Regions from separate parts of the Hordeum vulgare genome. Here region 1 is linked to region 2. The links are chromatin contacts, called in public Hi-C maps. All regions are on one chromosome and are shown on one strand. The core of a region is the stretch at or near the end of the contact, and the rest is flanking DNA. Distances in the headings are between cores, read along the strand shown. Region 1 holds the start of LOC123412854 (putative receptor protein kinase ZmPK1). Region 2 holds the start of LOC123407935 (serine/threonine-protein kinase ATR).

What was found. Hi-C and Micro-C count contacts between places; a contact is called where the count stands out from the background.
Region 1: a Hi-C map of seedling shows a contact between it and region 2, with 3 times the contacts expected there. The contact joins the promoter of LOC123412854 here to the promoter of LOC123407935 in region 2. A contact is called at or near these places in 2 of 6 Hi-C or Micro-C datasets (leaf and seedling).

The regions. Positions count from the first base shown.
Region 1 is chr7H:621,761,294-621,768,991 of MorexV3_pseudomolecules_assembly, forward strand. It overlaps LOC123412854 (putative receptor protein kinase ZmPK1), which reads right to left and starts at 2,218. Exons shown (of 1, transcript XM_045105799.1): 1 at 1-2,218. The coding sequence starts at 2,191.
Region 2 is chr7H:621,555,825-621,563,082 of MorexV3_pseudomolecules_assembly, forward strand. LOC123407935 (serine/threonine-protein kinase ATR) reads right to left here and starts at 5,154. Exons shown (of 16, transcript XM_045101186.1): 1 at 4,962-5,154; 2 at 4,729-4,873; 3 at 4,250-4,353; 4 at 3,816-4,129; 5 at 3,609-3,733; 6 at 2,426-2,570; 7 at 1,793-2,362; 8 at 1,627-1,702; 9 at 779-1,130; 10 at 1-547. The coding sequence starts at 5,115.

The sequences.
Region 1 (7,698 bases), core at 968-3,467, 200 kb after region 2:
CATTTGATGCCCAGTCTGAAACACGAGCCCCCTTCAGCAGTTCCAGAAGAACCACGCCGAAGCTGTAGACATCAACCTTCGCCGTTATTGGCTGGCTAGAAACCCACTCAGGAGCTATGTAACCTCTAGTTCCATGGATTCTCGATACATTTTTGTTGGATCCGCTCCTATTTACAAGTTTTGCCAGGCCAAAGTCGCTGATCTTCGGCTGTAAGTTGTCGTCCAACAGTATATTTTCAGGCTTCAAGTCACAATGGATAACCCACTCCAAGCATTCGTGATGAAGATAGGCCAATCCTTTTGCCACCCCTAAAGCAATCTTAAACCTTTCACTCCATTCAAGTAACCTTGTGCTACTAAACAAAGTTTTATCCAAAGAACCATTCTCAACATACTCCAAAACCAATATCCTGTGTGGGCCATCCGAACAAAAACCCCATACCCTCACCAGATTCATATGGTAAATCTTTCCAATCACACTGAGTTCATGTTGGAATTCTTCTCCGCCTTGGTTTATGTCTGCCAACCTTTTCACCGCTACTGCCCTCTTGTCTTTTAAGACCCCCTTGTATACATGACCAGATGCGCCACACCCAATTTGATCCTTGAACTTTTGAGTCGCTCTTTGCAACTCCTTGTAAGTGTATCTGCGGAAATGGTTGGTTATCATTTCATAGCCAACCTCAGCTGGCCATACTCCTGTTAACTGCTTGCTCTCCCTTCTCAACATAAACCAGCACCCTAGTGCCACAAATATTACCTCCACACAAAATATCGCTAACAAGAATCCATACAATAAGTACAAGTACTGTGATTTTAATCCACTCTGAGTATTCTTCGGTTGATCCAGAAAATCTACAGTGAAATATTCGCTCTTTGCACTACAGTTAGGAACATACCTAGAACCAAAAGGTTGCGAGTGAGGAATTGAGGAATCCGAGACCTGGAATGTCTTAGGAAACTTGAGATACATAGAACGCCGAATATACGGACTGGTTACACCGCCGACAAGGGACCACTTTGGATAGCAATCTCCAGTTGCTTGCAGGTATGAGAAACCTTTGCAGTTGCAGTCGTTCAAGCATATCTTCTTGCAAGTATCAAGTGAAACTAAGTTATGGCTACTTTGATCATTACCTCGGAAATCAGTGCTAGGAAGCTTCACAAACATCTCCTGGCCGTCACAGCTGAGATTGAATTTTGGCCTGCAACCTTTGCTCCGGTCAGTTGGGTCGACGATCTCGTGTCCAGGGGAACATGCACAAGCTGGACCAGGTGTATACACACATATTCCATTCATGCCACACAGACCACGTACAGAGCAGGTCTGAGGATATGCCATCCATGTGACCGACCAACTTCCATCTGTCTTGTTTAGACTGTATAATCTAAGATTGCCATCATAATTCAATGTTAGCCTTCTCATAACCTTGGAACCCCAATCAGCAGCCTTAATAGTTAAATTGTCACTTCCAAGAAAATACCCCCAGCTATCAAGGACCCCAATTGTGGTGCTATTGAATGAGTTTCTTCGCTTTTCCCACACACTCATTCTTGGATCCGGCCAATAGATAAAAGATATATCCTTCTCATCATAAAATAGTGTGAGTAAATGTTGATCATCAAAATGGAAGCTGTAACGCCCAACAAGAAGTAACCTATGAGTAGATACCAACTTTGTAGCACTAGTAATATTCTGATATGGAAGCAGTGTATCAGTAGGAGAACCAAAGCTTTGCCATAGAATGATATCACCTTGGCCCTTCACAATGAGATTCCCAGTGTCCAGCAGCTGAGCTTGTTCGGCTTTTGAGGAAGAGTTGACATTGTTTTCCCACACGAGTTGGCCATTATAATCTTTTACAATCATTCTTCCATCTGTGCCTAGCATGACTTGGGAGCCCCAGGAGTACACGGGGTGGAAATGATTTGCACTCCAGACGACAGTCTTCTCGGCTGTGTTGGAGAACCAAATAGAGAAGACGGAAGCATTTTTGGAAATGTTGTTGAAGCCACAGATGAAAGTACCATCTGGTGAATGGAGAACGTCAGAGCTGTCCTCCACAGAGAGATAAGAGCCTGGCGAGAGAAATTCACGAGCGGAGATGCGCAAAAATAAATGAATGAAATTTAGTAGTAGCAGAGGAATAGAGTGTGCATCCATGTTTGATGAGACACTCGAGATGACCATTAGAATGATCACAAATGGACGTATTATATAGGAGACAACTGTCGGTATACACTGGAGAGGAAGCAATATGCTTCTACTAATATAATGCCAAACTGATAGGCGCATGTCCTTTTCTTGAGAGTGATAACATGTTCTTGTTCGTCAAAGATTTAATCAGTAGTTAGTTGTGAAGTCTTTGTCATCAAGTTTGAGCCTTGCAGAATTGTCTTCTATTTCAGCTGGTTGATGTATAATCCGGAAATAAGGCCCTTTCCTTGAATGGTAACTTGTTCTATTCAGTCAACAACTCAACTACTCCCTCTGTCCCAAAATAAGTGTCTCAACTCTAAAGCTTAGTATAATTTTATACTAGAGCTAGTACAAAGTTAAGACACTTATTTTGGGACTGAGGGAATATTATTGAAGGCTGTCTTGCAAGGTCCACCCTTATTGAAGGCTTTTAGCTGGCTGTTTTCAGGCAGCTGCTGAGGGAAATAAAATCTGTACTATTTCAACAGATTGGTGGCACTGATATACGTGAGTAATTGGTTTGCTACTTCTGACACAGCTTGTCGGCAAAATCCCAGTTACTATCAGAAAGAAATGGTAGACTTGGCAATATGTGTTCACCGTGTTTCACGAGAAACAGACATGACAATGACAGTATATGAAAATTCAAACCTGTCCATTCAGACAGGAAAATAATAGGTTATGGCTTTATGCGTTGCACTTGATTTCCAAAGTGAAGACATATCCGTTTCGCTTTCGGAGCAATAATTATCATCAGACTGAAGGGTGGAGCCTTCTCAAATTTATCTCCAGTCGTCGTGCAGCATGACCACTAGCTAGTGGTCAGAATTCAGAAAATACGACCAGAAGCTTTTCACACACAATCCTACTCCTCTGGCCCGTGATAGAGGATGAGTTTCAGTGTAAATCCTCTAAAGCAAGCATGTTGGTCAGTGCTTGATTTCCTGGCGTTCTTGGATAACTAATTTCTTTGGAAAAAAGAAATCTCCTCTATGATTACTAATTGTCTCACGGATCCATCCAGTAGTTGTCTGAGACATATCAGGTCACACATCAACATCTATCATTCGGCAAGATACACAAATGGAGACTTGAGACCGCTTCATGAACCACGCCGGTTATCACTTCGATGATAACTTTGATGCACGGTGGTCACTTATGTTTAACATGGTTATTGAGAGTCTCGATTTGAGGAAGATTGACCTCACTGATAGACAATTCACATGGGCGAACTCACTACCGGTGCCAACATATGAGAAGTTGGACCGGGTACTGACCAGTGTTGAGTGGGAACAGAAGTACCCGCTGGTTACAGTGCAGGCTTTACAAAGAGCCATCTCAAATCACACACCTCTCATAGTTGACTCAGGGGATGCCAACCATGCGGGTAATAGAAATGTCTTCTCCTTTGAATTAAGCTGGTTCGAACAAGAAGGTTTCATGGATCTCATAGCTAACTAGAGGCGTTGGTTTCGGCCCATGGAGCAGCAGCCCACAGGACAGATGGGCTAGATTCAACATACTACGGATCAGATCGGCCTAAACAGTAAATCTGACGGCTAGAAATTCCCAGATCGCCAAAACGGACGACCGGAAATGCTAAGCGCTGAGAGGGCAGGGATTAGGTGTAGTTTTACTGTCCTTAATGAATGGGCTAGGGATTCCGGTGGATCAACGAGTATAGAAAGATGGAAAAACAAAATCTGACATTTACGCCAATTCTTGAGAGGATGGGCGAAAAATCAGAGCGGTATATATAAACTAAAAAAAGAAAGACTCATTCGTCTTATTGATGAATCATACGTCAAAGCTGAGTCTGCCCATCTCAATTTAACTGATAGGAATAACAAGATTGAAGCTGAGAAGAAGTTGCAAAAACTTTTGAGAGAAGAGGAGATGAAATGGGAACTTCGAGCCAAGGTGACAAAGGTGGCTCATGGAGACGATAACACTCAATTCTTTCACATGATTGCAAATGGCAAACATTGAAAGAAAAAAATAACCCAACTTGAACAAGATGAAGGAACAATACTAGGTCACGAGAAGTTAAAACTATATATCTCTGAATATTACAAGAAATTATTTGGTACACCAGAAGAGATGGTGGTCTCTCTGGATGAAAGCATAACTCATGATATACCTCAACTCAATACAGATGAGAATGAGGTGTTATCAGCTCCATTTACAGAGAATGAGGTGTATGACTCAATAATACAAATGAAACTAAATAAAGCACCGGGGCCGGACGGGTTTCCGGCAGAATTTTATAAGAAATGCTGGCATATAATTAAGGGAGACCTGATGCCTATGTTCCATGATTTATTTAATGGCCAGTTGCAACTATTCCACCTTAACTTTGGAACAATTACGTTGTTGCCAAAAAAGGCGGAGGCTATACGCATTGAGCGGTTTAGACCGATATGTCTGCTCAATGTCAGCTTCAAAATATTTACAAAGGTTGGCACTAATAGATTGACAAAGATAGCTCATTCAGTAGTTCAACTGACGCATACTGCGTTTATGCCTGAGAGATATATGTTAGAGGGTGTTGTTGTCCTGCATGAAACGCTGCACGAAATTCATACAAAGAAACTAGATGGGGTTATCTTTAAAGTGGATCTCGAGAAAGCATATGATAAAGTCAAATGACCATTTCTTCAACAGGCCTTACGTATGAAAGGATTCAATGAAAGATGGAGAGATCAGGTTGATACTTTCATTCAGAAAGGCAGTGTAGGTGTTAAAGTTAATGATGACACAGGACATTTTTTCAAACACACAAGGGACTAAGGCAAGGTGATTCAATGTCCCCGGTGTTGTTCAACATAGTAGCAAACATGTTGACAATACTCATTGCGAGAGCCAAAGAAAAGGGCCAAGTAGGAGGTCTCATTCCACATCCGGTAGAGGGGGGTGTCCATACTACAATATGTGGATGATACAATTATTTTTCATGGAACATGATATGGCCAAAGCGAGAAATATGAAACTATTATTGTGCTTATTTGAATAGCTCTCAGGGCTGAAAATTAATTTCAACAAAAGCGAACTTCTCTGCTTTGGGAAGGCAAAAGAGGAGCAAGACGCTTACAGGCAGCTATTTGGATGTGAAATGGGATCACTACCATTTAGCTATCTCAGGATTCCTATTCATCATAGGCGACTAACGAATAAGAAATGGAAATGTATTGAAGATAGATTTGAAAAAAAAAACTAAGTTGCTCGAAGGGCAAGCTTATGAAATACGGAGGGAGGCTAGTGTTAATAAATTCTGTGTTAACAAGCCTACCCATGTTTCTCTTGTCTTTTTTTGAAATACCAGTAGGGGTACGAAAAAGACTAGATTTCTATAGATATCGTTTCTTCTGACAAAGTGATGAGGCTAAAAAGAAATACAGATTGGCACGTTGGGATATTATATGTAGGCCGAAAGACCAGGGGGTATGGGCATTGAAAACTTAGAAGTGAAGAACAAATGCCTGCTTAGCAAATGGCTTTATAGGTTATCTACAGAGACCAAGGGAATGTGGTTTCAATTACTGAAGAATAAATACCTACATTCAAAAAATTTAGCCCAGGTTACAACTAGACCAAATGAATCACCTTTCTGGAAAGGGTTAATGAAGATAAAGGTGACCTTTTTTCATAGGGTGAAGTTTGTAGTTGGTGATGGTGGCTCGATAAGATTTTGGGAGGATACTTGGCTTGGAGACACCCCTTTAGCACTTCAATACCCCATGCTTTATAATATTGCTCAATGTAAAGAGGACTATGTATCCACGGTACTACAATCGGTACCTCTTAACATGCAGTTCAGGCGAGCTTTAGTGGGAGCACGTTGGAATGCATGGTTGCATCTGGTCAGAAGACTTATGCATGTACAGTTAACTGACCAGACAGATAGTGTTCATTGGATATTGGCTACCAATGGGGTATTCTTAGTAAAGTCCATGTATGCGGATCTGATAAACACCGGACCTCTATCCAGATCATTATATATTTGAAATATCAAAGTGCCGCTCAGGATTAAAAATGTTATGTGGTTTATACACAAATGTGTGGTATTAACCAAAGATAACTTAATAAAACAAAGATGGAGAGGTAGGTCGAATTGTTGCTATTGTGAGCAAAATGAAACAATAAGACACCTTTTTATAGATTGCCCTCTTGCAAAACTACTATGACGCACCGTTCATATTGCTTTGTTATCCCACCTACATGTATTAGCTCGCTATTTACAACGTGGCTCAGTGGAGTGGACGTTAAAATATCAAAACTTATCAGAATTGGGATCTGCGCTTTATTTTGGGCTATATGGAATACCAAGAATGACATGATTTTTAATGGCAAGAACTTCAACAACTTTTTGCAGGTTATCTTCTGAGCGACGTCTTGGATCCGTACGTGGTCGTGACTCAGCCATGCGGACTCTAGGGAGCTTATGGATATTGGGTGCAACCGATGGGAGATGGTCACACGAGTTATCTTCAACCGATTTGGATGGCGTGCTAATATTAGGCTAGGTGTATAAGCATCGTAGTTTGCTTTTAGCTACGCCGGATGTGGCAATTTTTTCATATCATCTTTGTTTTAATTTTCATTTCAAGCTTCAGAGCTTTGTGGACCTGAGACATTATTTTAAACTCTGTTAAATAATATGGCTGCATGCATCGATTGATGCAGAGGTCGAGGACCCGTTTCCTCCTTCTCAAAAAAAAAATGAACCACGCCGGTCGTTAAATCCTAAAAAAAACGAGTCGACGAACAAAAAAACTCGACAGACTATGAGGTTCACCGAGTTCCCGACGGAAACAACTCGGTGAATACTGACATGTGGGCCAGGCCTTGCAGCAAGCAACGGAGCCATGATGGCGGCCTTCATTTGCCGAGTTTCGACTAATGGTAACTCGATAAACATTTTCTATTTAAAAAAAAATTGTAATTCCAGGGGTCTTATCTTTGCCGACTTCCCAATAGAAAAACCTATGTGAAGTTATGGCCCTGGACTTGTGTTTAGTCCAATCTCGGTGCTTGAGGAGCGGCGGGACCAGGTTAAATTGCCGCCTCGTCTAGAAACGGTAAGCTACGGTCATCATTGCACCCTTTGTGGAAGATATTCTTGTCACTATGAATCTTTTCTGCTTAACATAAGTAAATATTCTTTGCTTATGATGGGCAGATAAGTTTCATAATGACAGATTGTTTCCCTTACAAAAGTGAGCATTGCTGACTGCTCGGCTTTTTTTAGTCATTTCATTAAGCTTTGAGGGTTCATATCTTTGCTGAGTTCCTGATAGAAAGAACTCGGCAAACATAGTTGGTGGTTTAGTCCCACCTTCCTACTTGAGGAGCGACCGGACCAGGTTAAATTGCTGTTTTATTCAGATGCAGTAAGCTAAGGTCATCATTACATTTTGTAGTGGGTATGTCCGTCACTATGAATTTTCTCTGGTTATCTCTCTGCATATAATAATCAGATAAGTTCCTTAGTTACAGAT
Region 2 (7,258 bases), core at 3,904-6,403:
TCGCACTTCATCCGAGAACAAAATGTCCATGACTCTGTTTTCCAAAAAGCAGCATACTACAAGAGAAAATGCATCTCTGACATCTTTCATTCCATTAAGTAGCAGAAAATCAATACACTTTACCCACTTAATTTTCATCTCAAGTAAAACCTCTTTGCTAGAATGTCTCAGTACTCGTGGCAAAACTTCAACCATGGAAATGATACATTCTTTGGAAGTCTGTGCATATAGGAACTTGAAAAAAAGTTTGTGGGCCTTCAAAATATTATGTTTCAAGTCAACATTGTCAGATTCTAGTACTGCCATGTCCACAATAGAAATCTGCTCTTTCGTATTGACAGTTCTGTTATCACACTGAGGGCACCAGAAACCTTTCAAGAGAAGATCCAATGTTGAGACTGGTTGCTTAGAGTCCTTGTCCATGAACAGCTTGCAACTGTTCCCCGCTTTGTCAGTAGCTTCAGTTGTTCCATTTAAACAAGATAAGAAACCAAGTGAAAAGGCAACACATTTCCACACTTTATCAGATCCTAAATCACCAAATAACCTGAAGAAAAAAAGCCGACTCTAGGTTATCAGATCTTACAGAAGAACTATAAAACAAATTAAGCGCATTGTGGTATAAGCAAATTTGAATTTATTAATTTTCCTCAACCAAGGAAATGCCTTCAATAATATTTGGTAATCATAACCCAACGAAAAATTTGCTGTTCTGGTTCAACAAAAGGCAAAGTGTAAAATGCATAATCTGAAATCATGGTAAAGTATATTTACTCACTCAAGTTTCTTGAACATCACTCCAAGCATCCTAGGACCAGAATACAGTACAATAATGGGCAGAGACATAAGAGCCTCATTTTGAACCTCCAGCGATTCACTATGGATAGCCAGTTCAAGGAGTTCAAGGTCACAATCAATATTCAGTCTGTTGCCAATCTTAGCAATAACTTGTAACACAAGGCATTTTAAGTTCCAGTCTAAGCATGTTTGAGTGGAAACATGACCATTGGACCACACCCGTTTCAGCAAGCTGATGAGATCAACATATAGTGGATAATCTAAATCTTCACTGCGATCACCAATCAGCTGAGCTTCATCTTCAAACAGTTTAGAGTCTCCAGGATGAAAGGCTACATAGACATTTAGACAAAAGTGGACGGTAAAAAAATGAGAGAAAGATAGCCATATCATCATGTACTCGAGAATATTTGGTCTGGCATAAGCTTGAAGCAATGAGCTTGTAAGTTTATCCCGGGACAATGGGATCAGCAAATCCTTTGTTCATAATTATACATGTCTGATAGGTCCAGGTGCCTTCTATGTTCTAGATGATTTGACAGAGAAGGATGATTGTGGGGTTTACAAGCAGGTCTTACACAAATAGCTCACCAAAATTGTATTTAATGATCTACCTTATACGATGAACAAGCCATAAGCCCAAGAAGTTGTATAAATACAAACAAGGACGTAAAGCACAAAACAGGATCACGAAAACCTTGAAAGGAATATTAAGAAATTGCACAGTTGTTACAGGCTTATAGCTAAAGCTACCTAAGATCCCAAACATAATCCATGCAAGTTGCAACATGGCATGTACAAAATGCAAAAGACAGAAGAAAACCTTACATCGGAGAAGCATTACAGTCTGAAGGGCTTTGAAATACAGTAATACGTCAAAGGAAAAGAAACATTTCTCGGTTGCCTGCATCATTCACTAATGGTTAGGATGTTAAGTTCAAAAACAATGAAAAGCCAAAATCAATTATGCAGCTTTATCATGATTTCTGCCTACCTGCTTGCAAATCCAAGGGATCCAGGAGAGAACTTGCTTAGAAATACTAATAAACATACTTGTCTTTGGGTTAACACAGAATGAAAGAGAAAGAAGACTAAGCACTTGTATAGCAATATCAGGCTCCAATGGATAAGCATTATGATTGTCAGGTGACAGGAACTTAATACGTGAATTTAGTGACAGTTGAAGATCATAGGCATAATCTTTTGCTAGTTCATGTCCTATGCCAGCAGGAGATAATTTGGCCATAAATGAACCAATGGTTGATCGTGATTTTTCAGACATCTTTTGACGTTTGTACAAAGTATTTTCCTGGTTCTGAGCTACTCTTTTCTGGCCGACTTTTGGCAGGTCAAATACTTCAGATTTTTTCTGAAAGCTGCCTCGATCATCACTGGCATCCACAGACACCGAACTCCGACCAAATTTGTCAACAACCAATCGAATGCATTCAGTCACTTTGTCATAAGGCTTGGGCAAGTAGAGCAACTTCAGAAGGATCTCTGGTTTCCATACTTGTGGGGAGCAGACTTCGACTATTCTCATGTACGCATTGCACATCGCAGCCTGCAAAAGGTAGCATTAGTAGAGAGAAGTACCCACAAAACCTGGGAAAATCAAGTTGCTAACCTGAAGCTCTGAGCTTCTGCTGGTCTGTACTGCTCTCGTGAAAACATTGACAATATCAGCAGCTGTAGATTCAACAATATAACCAGGACACGAAGAATGCAAAGCATTAAGACATGCACCCATTGATAAGTCATAATCTGGATCTCTGCAGAAATAGGATAAAGTGTTATGCTATTTGACAGTGTTTGTGCATGCTCCCATAATATCCATGACAAAATAAAACCTACACCGTATGGTATTTAAGACTTTTAATATTAGGGAGAGCGAGCCAGTACATTGCTTATTGTGTTGTACAATATCTTTTTAAGGTCCCCAGCTGTAACTCTTTTGTAGAATACTTCTTCGTTATAATAAAAACAGTTCATGGAAAATATATAGTTGAATGATTCAATAACTACCACTACCAGCTTCATCAGTATATTGTTGTTTGACTAAAAGAATTTACCAAGAAAAAAGGCTACTATGTATGAAACATACCCAAAGAAGGCAAACATATTAGCAGTCTTGTATGTAACAAAAGGGGGAAACGTACATAATTCCTGACCAAAAAAGAGCAAAATATAATCCAGCGTTACAGATTTGCACTCTATGCTTCTTCCAAGTGCGAAATTACTTTTCTACATAACTATTACATTGACTGACATTTAGAGATAAAGATCTGATTCATGAAACCAAATATTCACCGGTGACAGAACTAAAATGGATTATAACCCGGTATTTCAGGTAAACATAGGGGAGGTACGAATAGATCAATATGCTTTGCTTCCAATACAACTAGGTGCCTACAATTGGTTCTTCTTAAATCACAGAAAAATGAAGAAAACAAAGCATGGACCAAGGCATCACAAGCACTACAAAACATAAATATCAGTGGGCAAATATGCTTAACCAGAAAGCCAAGACCAGGGGAACAAAATCATATAATAAAGCATCTAAACTAGTGTTTCATAAACCAGACCAACTCTCTTCTTCTTAATGAAATGCAGGAACCCCCTGCCCCTCTTGAGGTGTCCTCAAAACAAAACAAAAAAACTAGTGTTTCATAGATTCCTTTCACATAGTAAAACAGACCTGAGGAATATCCGCAACATCTTGTGACTTTTGAGTTCGACTGCTCCAAATGAAATCACTGGAGCGAGTGTAATAATCTAGACTAGAAGAAAAAGATACAACAAGAGCATACCTGATGCTAGAAAGCTCATTAACATCTTGGCTTAGAATCGATGTGATTGAACGAATAATAGTTTCTGTAGGAAGAATCTCAACAGTCATCACCGTTGCAACAATCCGTGCAAAATCAAAACAAACCTGTTGCACCAAATTGATTAACAATGCGTCGAAGGTACAGGTATAACCGAAAAAGCACAAAGGCTCAAGGTTAAATACCAACCTTGTGGAGGGATTCATCCCCATAACAGAGAATAGAACAAGCAGCGGAAATAAATGGCATGGTAACAACCCCTTCAACATGCAGGGTACCATCTGTAAGGCATTTGTTGATGAGTCTAATTAACGAAGTGGCAAATGGGCGCCACCTCATGTCACCAGACAGATCAACCAGCAGGCCAGGTCCATTTTTAGGCTGGAACCTCTCTGGGAGCTCACTAAAAATCGCAGGGGAGTCCAAAATGTCTGAGAAGGATCCACAGAAGCATTTTAAAAGACATCCACTCTCCGTGTGCTTGGATGCTACATATTGTAGATCTGTTAGATTGACAAGAAGTTCAATTTAAATCCTCTCTGCATAACCTGACACACAGGAGTACTCAACAAACTGAAATTTGTACAACGATATGACTAAATAAAGTGAACAGGATCACAGGCCTTCTACTGCAACCATCGCATCCAAGAAGAACTGCCTGTAGGCCTCCCGGTCACCGGTGCGCAGAAGTGAGAGGAGAGACCAAACCGGCTCAAATATAATTGACCTGCAACGGTGAAGAAACCAAACCGAGCATATGTAAACAACACATGGCACTTGATGGCACACATATAACGACACTAGTAGTAGGATAAACTAACCAGACTAGCATCATCGCTTGAAGATGCCAAGCATTTACTGGATTTACAAATCTATCGGTTGTTCAAACATGCATCATTTTCCCCTTCCAACATTCAACCCAAACTAGATATTGCTTGCTCTACCGCGCACACGACATCAGCTAAATTCACCCCATGTCTCGCACGCCGATGCAGTAATACTTCGTAATCGAGCCCTCAAATCCATGTAATTTCCCATGGGGAGAGCGATTGGACTAGGGTTTAAAGGGGGTGAAAGGGGGGAAGAGCAGGGGAGTGCTTACTGGTAGTCGGGGTCTGCGAAGAAGGGGAGGATGCGGCCGATGACGCGGATGACCTCGGCGGGGCGGCCGTTGGAGAAGACCCCGGGGAACCTGGGCGCCGTGTAGGTGAGCAGCCTGAGCACCACCGAGGTCTCCTTGTCGGTCGCTGCATCGACGGGTCAATCACAGAGGACGTGAGCGGCCGTAGCCCGCGCCGAGAGGGGGACGGAGCCGCGGGAGGAGGGGGCGCGTACCGGTGGGGGCGGGGAGGACGTGGTCGCGGAGGAGGCTGGGGAGCACCTCGCGGAGCTTGGCCTCGTAGTGGGCGGAGGCCGGGCCGGCGGCGGAGGAGGAGGAGCCCGCGATGAGCGCGCGGAGCTCCTTGATGTGGCCGGCGAAGTTCGACATGGCCGGCGGTGGCGGCCGCCGCCGGAGCCGGAGGGGGAGGGTTCGTCGGCGGCGGCGGCGCCCTTTTCCCTCCTTAATTTCGAAACGGAATTCGAGAGACTGCTCCCCCTTCCTTTTCTTCGTCGTCTCTCCCTTTGGAGCGTGGTCGTCGTTTGTGTTGGGCCCAATCTAAAGACAGACGATGGATAGATATAACTCGGCCCGGACACAGCTCTGGGCTTTCGGCTGGTCTGAAACTCAAGTTCGGCCCCAAAAAAGATCTTATCTTTTCCGAGACTCGTCGAAAGGAAATGCATGCCTCTCATAAAAGTACAAAAAAAAGGTACACACATTTTTTTGTTTTTGAGAGGCACAGTCATACCTTCGCAAAAATAAAACCGTGCCTCGAGGAAGGGAAAAAAGTTTTTTTTCTTTTCAAGCGTAAACAAATCCGTTCCTCCCGTGAAAGAAAACACGTGATTTTCGACAAAGAAATAAAAAAGAAAAAACATTTTTTCGTGCAATTTTTTTTTACCAAAGCTAAGGAAGACCGATGAAAAACCAGAAGACCAAAAAACCCCAAAAAAACACCTAAAAAACCGAAAATGCGTGCGGAAAAAAATCCAAAGAAAAGACTAGAATGCAACACATGGCGGCGATAGTGAACACACCAAGTGGCGGCGCCTGAGAGTGATCGCTGAAAGGCATCGAAGGAGCGCTCGCCAACTAGTTGCTCCCATGGGCGGGCGCTCCTATATCTCGCTTTTAGCGAGACAGCGGTTGCACTCGCATAGGGGCGAACCCTAGACGGGCTGGGTCAGCGGTGCAGGAGCCACAACCTGTTTTTGTTTTGTTTTGTTTTTCTGTTTTTTCCTCACTTTCTGTTTTTTTTGTAAAAGAATTATACGTTTTTTTTTTTTTGAAAAGATGAGGAATATATATTAAAATATGTTGAACAGGAATTTGAAAAAAGTTGAACAAGCATTTAAAAATGTTGAATAATTTTTTGAAAAATGTTGAATGAGTATATGCCAAATGTTGAACAAGTATTTTAAAATATTGAATAATAATTTGAAAAATATTGAACAAGTATTTAAAAATGTTTAATAAATATTAAAAATGGTGAACAAGTATTTGAAAAACATTGAAATAGGTATCAAAAAATGTTGAATGTGTAAATAAAAAACGTTGAACAAGTATTTGAAAATATTGAATAAGTATTAAAAATGCTGAACAAGTATTTGAAAAAATGTTGAATAACTATTAAAATGTTGAAAAAGTCTTTGAAAATATTAAAATAACGTTGGGACAATGTTGAACGTGTATACAAAAAATGTTGATCACTTGTTACAATTTGTTTTTTACGTGTACAAAAATGTAGAGTGAAAACAAAGACAAACATAAAAAACACAAAATAAAAAGAAATAGAGAAGAAAAAGAAAATCAAACAAAAAAGTACAAAAAAAAGAATGAAATAAATCTGAGAAGAAAGGAAAAACAATGAAAAAATGGAGAAGAAAAAAGAAATCAAACAAAGAAAACGGAAAAGGTAAAAGATAAAATGGAGAATAATGGCTCGGTCGTCTCTAGTAGATCTTGATCCTACTGCTAACAAAGTAACAAGAAGTCTGAAGTGGGCGGAGTGGTTAGCCTCGCTGGTGGGAACACTAGAGACTAGGGTTTGATCCCGGGGTGCCTTATTTTTATTCCCGATTTTATGAACTTGGCGGCAATAGAGTCGTCGCTTCGCACAACTAGGTGTCTGACACAGCTGAACCATGACCGCGAGTGAACTTTCAGAAAAAAGGCTAACTCAAGGGGACTCAAACCATGGATATCGTGCTAAAGACGACGCGACGCACCCAACTGAGCTAGCGACTTTTATTGACAAGTTAACACATCAAAGTTTAAATATACAATGTAGATCCGAAGTATTTTCGGAATTATGAATGCAATTTATTTTATAAACTGAGTGTTTTGTGAATTAGAAACACTTATCAAATTTGCATTTTTTTTGAAAAAAACATTTTCGAAAATCAGGATTTTTTTTAAATCATTAACACTTTTTTGAAAATGGGAATATTTTTTTAAATCCTAAACACAAATTTTTGCAAAACACGAACATTTTTTGAACAACTGAACAAAAAATCAAAACGTAAACAGT